2 separate regions of the Triticum aestivum genome follow, and region 1 is linked to region 2. A link is a contact called in public Hi-C data. All regions are on one chromosome and are shown on one strand. The core of a region is the stretch at or near the end of the contact, and the rest is flanking DNA. Distances in the headings are between cores, read along the strand shown. Region 1 holds the start of LOC123121495 (phospholipid:diacylglycerol acyltransferase 1). Region 2 holds the start of LOC123121494 (protein Brevis radix-like 1).

The links. A called contact is a pair of places that touch in the nucleus more often than the background predicts.
Region 1: a Hi-C map of leaf shows a contact between it and region 2, with 4 times the contacts expected there. The contact joins the promoter of LOC123121495 here to the promoter of LOC123121494 in region 2. A contact is called at or near these places in 2 of 5 Hi-C or Micro-C datasets (both in leaf).

Annotation. Positions count from the first base shown.
Region 1 is chr5D:325,922,585-325,929,017 of IWGSC CS RefSeq v2.1, forward strand. LOC123121495 (phospholipid:diacylglycerol acyltransferase 1) reads left to right here and starts at 4,995. Exons shown (of 6, transcript XM_044541494.1): 1 at 4,995-5,793. The coding sequence starts at 5,303.
Region 2 is chr5D:325,762,328-325,768,085 of IWGSC CS RefSeq v2.1, forward strand. It overlaps LOC123121494 (protein Brevis radix-like 1), which reads right to left and starts at 2,403. Exons shown (of 5, transcript XM_044541493.1): 1 at 1,965-2,403; 2 at 1,334-1,731. The coding sequence starts at 2,120.

The DNA of each region.
Region 1 (6,433 bases), core at 3,745-6,244, 160 kb after region 2:
TGGGAGGCGCCGATGGCCGGGATTGTCAACATGAATGTCGATGGCGCAGTTGACACGGCTAGTGCAAAAGGCGGCACCGGCGTAGTTGCCCGAAACAGCGACGGCGGACTACTAGTGTCGCGGTGCACTGGCTACCAAGGGGTGGTTGATCCCCTAACATTGAAAATATTGGCTTGCAGAGATGCTATCTTGCTTGCCAGGGAGAAGAACTATCAGCATGTGATAGTGGAGACATATTGCCTCAATGTTGTTCAGCTATGGGAAGGTAGACTGAGAGGCAAATCGAAGGGGTTCCATATCTTCCAAGAGATGCAGGAGGAGCTGCCCATTTTTCACAGGATTTCAGCTTTCGTTATCCTAGCCGCCTAGTGAATTCTGTTGCCCATACTTGTGCTAAGGAAGCTTTAGCTATAGAGAATGTTGCTACATACTCTAATGTAATCCCTGGTTTTCTGAGATGCGTTGTGCACTCGGATTTGCTACCGCTGAATGAATAAAATCCGGAGAGCGGAGTTATAAAAAAAAGCGCTAATTGTAGGCGTCATCCGAACTCCCGCAAAATAAAAAACTGCTGTCTCTGAAGAGAATCTATCCGCTATACCATGACAGTGAGAAACCAGCACGTTCGGCCACAGCCTACGGCCTCCGGGCGCGTCGCAGCGCATCCCACACACCCTCCGTGCCCCAGCATGCACGCGCCACGGCACGAGCAGTGAATAGTGGTGCGGTGGACGCGCTCCCCACGCCGTGCGCGCGCCAAGGACGGCCGTGCGCCCCTGGCCGCATGCATGCGCATGTAGCGACCACGCCGCGCGCGCGCCCGGCATCGCACGTCCACCCCACGGCGTCCACCACGCCCACTCGAGCGCGCTCCATCATCGCGCCCCGCCTTTCCGGTACACGGCCACGAAAGCCAGGATCGCCCACGGCCCACAGCTAGCCACGCGCTGGGCGCGCCGCCCGTCGCCATCGGCCCCGCCGTCCGGCGCGCGGCCGTAAACGCGGCGCCGTTCCGCTGCCGCAGAGCGGGGTGGGATAGGCCCGTGCGCGCGAGGCCGGTCGACGGCGGCACATGGGGTGGGGGCGCGGCCTGTCCCCCAACCAACCAGGCCCCTTTTGGCTCCTCCCCCGGTGGTGACAAATCAATACGCCGCCACTGATTGATCGCCTGTGCTTAGCCAGTATAGTTAAGCCGTTCTTTTCCCGGGTGGGGTTGCTGTGCTAGTGCCCAGCTGCTCCACTCCGCTGCAGCTGCTCCACTGGAGCTAAACAAAACTAGGCGAACCCTTTTCTCGTCTTACTTAAGATTACTTTTGGCTTTCGTGTCTGCAGCTACGGGTGCACGTAACACCGAGGGTGATCATCACCTCAGGCCTCTGCATGCATGTGATCAAAAGCAAAGCAGCTAGCCTTGCGGCGTGATAAGAACTAAGGCCCTGTTTGGTTCATAAGTCCTAGGACTTTTTTTAGTCCCAACTTATAAGTCCCAAGTCCCTAATAAGTTCCTACTTGTTTGGTTCCTGGGACTTAACATGGACTAAAAGACCATATTACAATTATAAGTCCCTATAAGTCCCTCCTTGAGAGTGTTATTTCATAAGTTCCAAATGCCCACTTTAAGTCCCTATAAATCCCTCATGTTTGGTTTAGATGAGACTTAAAGGGATTTATTTAAGTTCCTACATCAATAAGTCCCTGTAACCAAACACCCCCTTAGAAGCATACGCGATGGATTTGATGATCAGCCAAAAGTAGACGAGGCACAACACATGCGGCGTGATTTATACTAGTACAACTTAAGAGCATGTACGGGTCGGTCGGCGTGGCAAACAAGTTCTTTTTTTAGGGGACAACGAAGTGGTTGTGGGCCTGGGCTCCTCCCCGACCTCAACGAAGCGTGGGCCGGTGGTAGGTGCAATTGTTTGTTAGGGGCGGAGAGCGGGCCTTCCTTTTTTTCCCCTTCTCTCGAGTTGGGCTGATGCACAACGATCACTGCAGCAGTTTCCTCGAGCGACATATTGCACATTTTCGCTGCAGGTTGAATTGATGGTACTGATGTGGATGACAAAAAAAAGCTTTCCATACTGATCTACTCCTGCTCCGTAGTAGTGAGCGGAGAAAAATAACTCCAGATGCAACTGCGGTCGGCTCAACCCATAGCGAATTTATTCCGGACAATTGTGTCAGCGTCGCTCATAAGAACAGAGCAGAGTATCGCTTAATCATTCCAGGACTAGGATCAACGTTAAAGGGCCCACTGCCGACGCCGACGCCGCTGTGATCCGACACCCAACATCTTTTCCCTGAGCAAAACAGACAGGATTCTAGCAATACTTTATTTTAGTTCCCTGCGTACACCACAGACTCCTACCAAAGAATCTCTCCGTAAAGAAATGCTTATCTTCCCCCGCGAAAGAAAAATGCTTATGTTCTCTCACCACCATGCTAGAAAGAATCTTACGACACTTTGATGCAGTTGCTTGTAGTGTCCTGGAGGTAAGTTGCTGCTAGATTCAGAATGACACGAAAAGAAAAGGAGTCAATTACACCAGTGGTGCCACAATTTTACGCGAAAAGTCGGTTTAGTGCTAAAACTTGCAGCATACATTAAATTGATGCCGTAACTTGGTTTTAACGTGCATATACGGTGTAAATTATGTTTCTATACGAATACGATGCTGATTAGCCACGCCAACATGGCACAGGACCCACTGTTAGTGTCTAGGCGATAAAGAGGACGTGTGCATGCTATTTTGCAATAAAACCTCAGAATCTTTTTCTCACAAAAAAGCACCTGCCGCGGACGCAAGGATCCACTCGTCAGCGTGACAGAAATAATTGAAAAAAGCTGCGCTCAGGCAACCACCTGATCACAATAGCTTTTCACGTTATAATCAGATACCGCAACTATATATTCTTTTAACTCTAAGTTGGATACAGTCCCTACAGCCTATTTTGCACTGTTTTTTATAAATTTGTATAATGTATGTAATTAGTAATCCTCCATTATAAATAATGTACATATAAATAAATAAATTACATTGTAAAATAACCCGTATTAATTTAACATTTAACCATGTAATTAAATTAAAAATTACCAATTTTTTCATGTAATAATTCGCATATAGAATAAAACATATATTCAATAAATGCTTAAGTTTAAAATTGTTCAAAGTTTAAAAAATATATTAGTGTAATATATAAAACTTTTCATGCTTTAAGAAAGTGTTTATTTTTCATATATTTTAACAAATACTTTTATAAGTTTTAAAATGTTCACAGTTTTGCAAAATATTCATGTAGTATATAAAAGTGTTCATCCCTGCGGCAGCTATTTTTTAATTATTTTGCGGCACTGACAAGTGGACCCTTGTGGCCGTGGCAGGGGCTTTTTCATGAGAAAAACATTTGAGTTTTTTTTCTGCAAAATAGCAGGCCACACACCCTTTTTGCCGTCCAGTTGCCATGTTGGCGCGCCTAAGCAGGACCTTGTTTGTATAGAAACATAATTTGCACCATTTCAATGCACACCACAAGTTTTAGCATTAAACTGACTTTTCATGCCAAGTTATGGCATCAGTGGTGTAATTGACTCAAAGAAAAATAAACCAAACTCCAGCCGGATATGTAGAACGAGGACGGGTTTCTATTTAAAGAATTTTAACAAAGTATGTGTTATACTCCGGATGTTAAGGTTGACACGATACAAGCACATTGTGAAGGCCATCTACTTGATCCGGTGCCCATTCCCCACCACTATGTAGATGCGGGTCTGCAGGAGCATGATGTTCGAGTGGGACTGCACATGCTAGGACATGAAATCATTGTCTTTGCTATTGCCGTCGAGGAACAAAAATGCATACGAGGGCATATGGATGTTGTTGGATGACCGACATACGTGTTGAAACTGACTATCCATATAGAACAAACGAATGATGCATGCATGCTGAAATGCGACGACGTCTCATGACGGGAGTTTCAGTCGCGGTCATGTACCATAATCAGCACTCATAACACAATCTGAAATCGTCATGGTGCATGGCGTGGTTGCTCGCCACCTAATTGCACCATAATGATAGGTTCCTTGGGGTAGGCGTGCTAGGGGAATGGCAAGGGCAATGAGATGTCACCTAATGAACATGGAATCATACAACCATTCGATTTACCGCCAACGAAGGGAAGGACGCCCATTATGACGAAAGAATGCCAACAGAGAGAAGGATGACCATTATGACAGAAGAATAGGCGTGCCAGGGGAGCGACAAGGGCAATGAGATGTCACCGAGTGAACATAGAATCGTACAACCATTCTATTTACCGCCAACACAGAGAAGGGCAACCATCATGGCAGAAGAAGGACGATCTTGCTAGGATCATTAGCAAAGCAAGGTGCATGGGATTTTAAGGACGATAGAAATATTTACAAGAAGAACACAAGCCAGTGGATGATTGGACATGCCAATTGATAACGTGCTAGCTTTAGAAAAACTTAAATGTAACATCTCCAGTAAAAGCTTTTCTTCATGCTGTCCAGATGTCCCTCGCGTCTTGTTAAAGCCACCGTTCTAGACAAGACGAGGCCAAACCTTAAAATTTGCAACTAGTAATATTTATCAAAAATAGATACTTGAACTTGAATATATTCAGAGGAATTTAAATTATTTCAAGCCCATTATTACATGAGAATGGATCGTGCTCTGCACCTTGAATGTAAACGGAAAAAAGAAAAACCGTGCCAACCGAAAGATTACGTTTTACTGTAAAAAAAAACCCCAGAAAGATCACGTTTTGGCGAGGTTCTGCTATGGTTGGTTCGCCATTATCATTTGTGCAAAGCTACGCTGGCCCCACTTCACCGTCCCCGTCCTTGACCGCCACCCGTGGGCCCCGCACATGTTCCAATCAATAGAGGCAGGCGAACTCCGCCCCCACCACCTCACCTCACCCGCACCGCGTCTTCACGAACCACAGACCCGTCCCGTGCCGCCGGGCCCACGTCAGCAGGCACTCGTGGCCAGCTCGGCGCACGTACATCGGGCGCAGGGATCGCTCCGGTGCGGCGCGACGGTCGCCTACGGCCTCGAGCCTCCTCCCTCTCCCGACCTCACAAACGCTAGCCCCGCGAGGCCGCCCCGCCCCTCCCGACCTCGCCCCCTCCGCCTCCTTGGGCCCCGCCGCCGGCTTAGGGTTTCGCGGGCCAGGCCCCCTCCCGGCCACCGCCGGCGATGCGAGTGCGCCCGCGCAGGTAGCCCCGCCCCGCCCCGCACCGCCCACCGATCCCATTCGCCCGCCCGCGCGCGCCATGTCGCTCCTACGGAGGCGGAGGCAGCAGCAGTCGCCGCCGCCGCCCTCGCCGGGCGACGACAGCAATGGCTCCGACCACGACGACAAGGACAAGGACAAGGGGAAGAAGCTGGCGCAGGAGCAGCCGTCCTCCTCCGCCTCCGCGCCGCCGTCCAAGGAGGCCGGGAGGCGGGCCAAGGGCAAGTGGTCGTGCGTGGACAGCTGCTGCTGGCTCGTGGGCTGCGTCTGCTCCTCCTGGTGGCTGCTGCTCTTCCTCTACAACGCCATGCCGGCCTCCTTCCCGCAGTACGTCACGGAGGCCATCACGGGCCCGCTCCCGGACCCGCCCGGGGTCAAGCTGCAGAAGGAGGGGCTGCACGCCAAGCACCCCGTCATCTTCGTGCCGGGGATCGTCACCGGAGGGCTCGAGCTCTGGGAGGGCCACCACTGCGCCGAGGGGCTCTTCCGGAAGCGCCTCTGGGGCGGCACATTCGGCGACGTGTACAAGAGGTCGCTTTCTTACCTGTTAGGTGTTGCATTCGCATCCGTCGCGTGTCCGTTAAGTCTCTACTTTGTTTGATCGTTATTAGGGCTGCTTTAGTAATCGACGCTAGGATCCTTTAATAGAATCAGTCCCATGTTATTCTTTTTGGCTTGCTTTGTTGTTTGTCGAGCTTTTGGGAATTGTTTTGGCAGAGTTAGGACTTCAGGACAGTAGTCTGATTCCATAGGCTGTCATTCCCTCGTGTTCTCTAACGCCCTTTCCGTAGATTTATTTTATATCTTATTAACGTATCTGAGCTGTAGGACTAGAGGTTCGTCCCAGATATTCTGAAATCTGGGTCAGGCTCTATGATCCCTCAATGCCGAGGTGCTCAGTCAAGAACTGGGACTTAGGTGCTCAATAGAAAGTTGGTTCCAATTTTGGATGGTTTTTATTACTTTCTCAATGGTTGTTTTGTTACGGTGCAGGGATTAGTATTCTTGGTAATTTGAACTTTATTTGTGTTTCTTAAGCTAGTTTTGTACTGTTTAATTGTGTAAGTACTTGGTATATTTATATGAAATGTTGGGTGTGACAATCACTTTCAGCTGCCTTGAAATGCTGGTTTTTGTTACTAGCATGGGAGCAGGATTTGAGTGGGCAAGA
Region 2 (5,758 bases), core at 1,153-3,652:
TAAACTCTATAATGTATGAATCAAAATTCTAATCTGACAACTATATAACATGCATTGTGACACATCTAGAATTCAACCTGGCTGGAGCACGCCGGGGGCTAAATCTAGAGTTGACAATTAGTACCATTTTCACTGCTATTTACAATGTGCCCGATTGTTCTCGTTAGAGAACATCCAGTTGGAAAATTTAAAAGAACAAGGATTTACTAACTGTAGAACACATAATAATGGCAAAATAGGGTGGCAAATAAATCGTAGAGTAGTATGTAGTATTGCACATTAGCAAAAGTGCTGCAGTCAAGAGTCCATGTTGGATGGCTCTCCTGATAACCCGGTGTGGAGGGACCCAACTAGTACATCTCAATAAGAAGGCCACCAGCCAAGCAAATGGCCAAAGAAAAGAGAGGAGCAGAATTTTTCTGTTCCAACGTCTTTCAATTAAGCTTCTGTATTGGATACCCAGATGGGATGTAGCTTGTGGGCCTCTTTGTGTCTCTATCCCATGATAATACCACCCCTTTGGTGGAGAGGAAGCATCATCGCCAGCACAGCAGATGTATCATTTTCATAGCCTAAAGTACAAATGTGCAAGCTGGACTTGCCCCCACATAGGACTGGTAAGTTCAAAATTCATAGCAAGTTGATGCACTGGAGCTTCTATGATCTACCGGCTCCTCACACAACATGCATTCTGACACATCTAGACTTCGACCTGGCTAGAGCACGTGAGGGGTTAAATGGAGGGCCTATTCTAAAGTCAATGCGCCAGATTGTTCCCGTTCACAGCTCATCCAGTGTGTAAAATCTCAAGGGATTTACTATCTATATATAGGACACATAGCGGTGAGGAAAAAGTGTAGCACATATTTTTGTAGTGCATAATCCAAAAAGAATCCCTCTGTAAACTAATATCTTTAGTGATCTAAAACGTCTTATATTATTTTACAGAGGTAGTACTTATTTAAAAAAAGGCTTAAACAAGAGGTTAACCAAGAAAGCCTTAGGCTCAAATGTTTAACTATTCACATTAGGCATTTCTCAAAGAAAATTGTAGTAACTCTGCACTGAGTAGTAAAAAAGATGAAAGATACTAGTTGGAACTTCAATTCGTCGAGAGTTTTTCAACGCATTGCGCTTCATCCATCTGCATTTTTTTACTAAATTTAACAAAAACATTTTTCTACTCATACGCAAGAGGATCTCAAAATTTCGATCACATTTTCTGAAAATGTAAACTAAGCCAACAAGATATTTTTCCAGCCAACAATCAGAGTAATGCACTGGAGAAAAAAAAATGCAAATAATGCAGGCGCAATCGCGTGAGAGCACACACCTGAATCGGATGCGTTTGAGGTCGTTGCCACCTTGCGGCAGCGAGACGAAGGTGATGAGGACGCCGGGCTCCACCTGCGCCACCCACTCCTTGGCGTTGTCCTCCTTGCCGCCGCCGCCGCCGCCAGATGACATCCCGTCCTCCTCCTCTTCTTCCTCCTCGTCGCCGGCGGGGAAGTCGGTGCGCGCGCTCATGGATGGCGTGGCCTCCCCGCTGGAGCCGCCGCCCGCGGCGCGGCGGTAGGCGTAGTGGAAGCGGTCGGAGGCGTCGGAGCCCCGGAAGCCGCTGCCGCCGCGGTGGTGGTACGGGTGGTGGCGCCCCGAGGCCCCCGCGGAGGAGCCGGCGCAGGGCTTGCAGTGCCGGTACGCGCCCGACGCCTTGAGCGCCATGTCCTTGATCTGAACCCAAGAAAATCCCCCGTCAATTCAGTCCCACCCGATCCGATGATTACGACCTCGAGACAAGATTCCAAGACCTAAAAGGCGTAACCTTCCAGACAGATTCAGACGAATTAAAAAAATCGTCATCTCCTTTCGGCGGATGAACAGAACAAGAGAAACAGAACAAAAAATCGACATTTCAAGCAGAACTCCAGTGGCAAGAGATACAAGCACAGTCCCGAGAGCCCAACCTGGGCCGTGAGCGCCTTGATGGCCTGCCGGGTGCTGGGCGTGGCAGCGCCTCCCACGCCCGCGCCGGCATCGACGACGTCCTCGTCCTCCGGCGGCTCGTGCAGCGGCGGCACCCCGCCGCCGAGCTGCCTGGAGCAGGCGATGCACGTGAGCATCCCGCCGCCGGCGAGCGCGAGCACGCACGCCCCCTCTGACCGACGGACAGCGACAGACCCGGAAAGCGAAATCGGGAGCGGCGCGCGGCCTTAAATGGCGGGGCGGCACGTAGCGTAGCGCACGGACGGCGACACGGGCCACGACGTGGCGGAGCAAGTACACGCGCGCGCACGCACGCCCCTCCTCGCCTCCGATCTCGAGCTCGAGTTAAGGGCATTAATGGCCGGATTAGTATAGTATCGCGGTTTTAATGGCAGCAGCCGCACTGCGGCACGAGCCAAGTGGGATTTAATTTATGGAGCGGCGTCTCCACTGTGGCTCGACTGGATCGACGGACCCATCAATGTAATGTAAAGCTTCCCTGACACGCCCCTGGTGGGTGGCGGGCCCCCGAGGGGCCGCGTCCGTGTGGCCACTGGCAGGAGCAGTAGTACTCGCCATTGCCATGGCCAGCGCAGAGAGAGAGAGAGTGAGAGTGAGTAGTAGCAGCGGCAATAGTAGAGCTTTTTTGTTTGTTCGCGAGCATGTGTGTTTCGACGGGGGTTTGGGTTGGTGCTGGGTGAAAAGGGTGAGGTTCAGATATGTCGTGAGGAGTGTAATTTTTCATTGAGATTCATGTGGGCAGCGGTTTCATATGGACTCCCGGGGTTAATTTTAACTTAGGTTTCTGACTCCCAGATTCGCCTCGAGAGGCGTGCTCTCCAGCTCGAACGATCTTCTGAATCTCTTTTGCTTAAATATTCATAGGCTCATTCCCACCTTCGGCGCCTGGTTTTGGATCATCTACTACTTTGATTGCCACCGTTGCCACGATGCTTTGGGTACTTGTGCCGCTCTAGGCACCTCGGTGGATTATACGGATATAAGCAACCCACAAGAATCGACCGTTTCGAAAAGACATGCAAGCAACCTCAAAACCAATAATGTCAAGAAAAGACACCTTCCCTAGGGAAAAAAAACATGCGATTTAAGGGCATCTCCAACGCTATTAAAAAAAAGCATCTCCAACGCTGATGTTCAAACACCTCTCAACCGTCCGAACTAGGAAAGTCAGCCAACGCGGGTCCGTATCGATACGCAGAGCAGTCCGAACATACTTTCTCCCGCAAACTAGAGACAAACGTGGGACTTTACGGCCATTCGGACAGCACCCACGCGGCCACGCCCGCTTCTGTCCATTCTGGCCCACCCAAACCTCCTCCTCCCTCGTCTGCACGCGCTCCCGCACTGCGCCAGGTGCCTCCATTTATGCCGCTGGTGAGCAGCCCAGAACGAACACGACCTCCCACTGCCTCTGCCATTGAAGCGACGCGCCGGCCGAGGGCGCCGCCTGATGAAGCTATGTACCTAGGGTAGGGTCATAGGCCTGTCCAAGATACCCTCCCCAAGGACATCACCCTAAAACCAGAAGCATTCGAAGAAGAATCATCATCCACTCGACCATGGAGCGTTCCACTCGGAAGACTCGAAGTCACTCGACCATGGAGACTGTCACTCGACCGCTAGAAGATCTAAAGCCACTCCGTACTGCAACGGTCGGACATTACGTCGTAGCTTTAATGGTCATTATGTCTCTTTATTGCTAGCGTTACCAGTAACGCCCCCCTCTTGATGTACCTTAAATCCCTTGTAACGTGGGCTGGCTGGGGCCCTGGCGCACTCTATATAAGCCACCCCCTCCACATGCACAAGGGTTCGCACCCCCTGTAGCACACACGCATATAATCCAGTCGACCGCCTCCGGGCACCGAGACGTAGGGTTGTTACTTCCTCCGAGAAGGGCCTGAACTCGTAAAACTCATGCGTACAACTTCTCCATAGCTAGGATCTTGCCTCTACATCCCTACCCCTATTCTACTGTCAGACTTAGAACCACGACAGTTGGCGCCCACCATGGGGCAGGTGTCTTAGCGACTTGTTGGAGAGGTTGCAATTTTTCCGATCCCCATCAGCATGGTTTCAGGCGGAGGATTGGCCGAGGGCCGCGAGATCCGTCTCGGCGCGCTCGTGTTCGTCGCCGACGACTCCGCTTGGCTCCAAGAGGCTCCACTCGACGGCGTCCTCCTGCGGCAGCCGTCAACTCAGTATCGGCCGGCTCCTGTGGCGTCTTCACTCCCTGCTGCCCGCCGACGCAAGCGTTCCGGTCGGTCGAGGCTCCAGCGGTGGGTGCAGCACGCGGTGGCTCGCCAGTCGGTCATCCCCCAAGTCGCGGCAATCGAGCCCGACGAAACTCTCTACGGCATGTTCGACTGGCTCCGTCGAGACTGCATCCGAGTGCGACAGCAGTGACCCCGCGGCGGAAGTCTTGATGGTCAATGGACCACGTAGTCCACCTGGCTTCCCCCGCGACGACGGTGGTGACGGTGGAGGCGATCCGTCGTGTGTCCACGAGGAGTACCTCCCCGAGCCCCTCTCTTCGCAGCAAAGGGAAGAGCTTCGTCGCCGTAATATGGATGCACTTCACACTCCAATCGTTGGAGAAACCCCCGAGGCCCGGGCCTTGGAGGAGGCGCGCTTGGCCAACTTGGCTGAACGCACTCGACTGGAGAACCTCCAGCACGCACTCGATGAGCGTGCTCGGCAGCGGGTTCCTGAGTCCAGTCGACGACAACTGTTTCCGCCTCCGACTCAGGTATATCAAACTCCGATCCAGAATCTCACAGCTGCGGCCCGAATAGCAGAGTCGATTCAGCCTTCCCAGTCGGAGGCTGGTAGAGGTTTGATGCAGATCCGAGCTTTGCTCCAGGCGGCGGGGGAGCAGAACACAGCAGTGTCACAGTCTCGGAACAGGATTCATAGTAGATCTGTAATGGCAGACACAGTTCAGTCGGCTCACAGCCCAAGATCGCCTCCAAGGCGTGAGGGACGTGGAGACCGACAGGATCAGTACAGAAACCGTGAGCAGTATGATCGACGTCGAGTACCCACACCTTCCCCAAGGAGTGGGTCATACGCACCTCAGCAACACGATGACAGACGCCCTCACAGTGGTGGGCGAAGGATTCCAGTCGACCCCCGGGAGCCGGGCTTTGACGCGAGATCCATTCTTGTTCAAGGTCTGGTTGACAGGAACAGGGCACACAGAGATGGCCACGATAGAGATTATCCGACGGACAACAGAGTGCATGTTTCAGGCCCCGGGTGTTTCAGCAGAGCCATCAAAGCAGCAGTGATTCCTCCCAACTTCAGGTTGGCGACTGGAGTCAGCAAGTTCACTGGTGAATCCAAGCCTGACACTTGGTTAGAGGACTACCGAGTGGCTGTGCAGATTGGTGGTGGCAATGATGAAGTGGCCATGAAGCACCTTCCTCTGATGTTGCAGGGCTCGGCCAGAGCGTGGTTGAATCAGTTAACACCCGGCAGTATTTATAGTTGGGAAGAACTTGCCCAAGTGTTTGTTAGAACATTTGAAGGTACATGCAAATGACCAGCAGGGCTAACAAAGCTACAATCTTGTGTGCAGAAGCCGAATGAAACCTTGAGGGATTATATCCAGAGATGGATCACGTTGCACCACACGGTGGAAAATGTGTCAGGTCACCAAGCAGTTTGTGCCTTCAAGGAAGGTGTCAAATATCGAGAGTTGAATCTGAAGTTTGGTCGGACCGGAGATATGTCTCCGAGTCGAATGATGGAG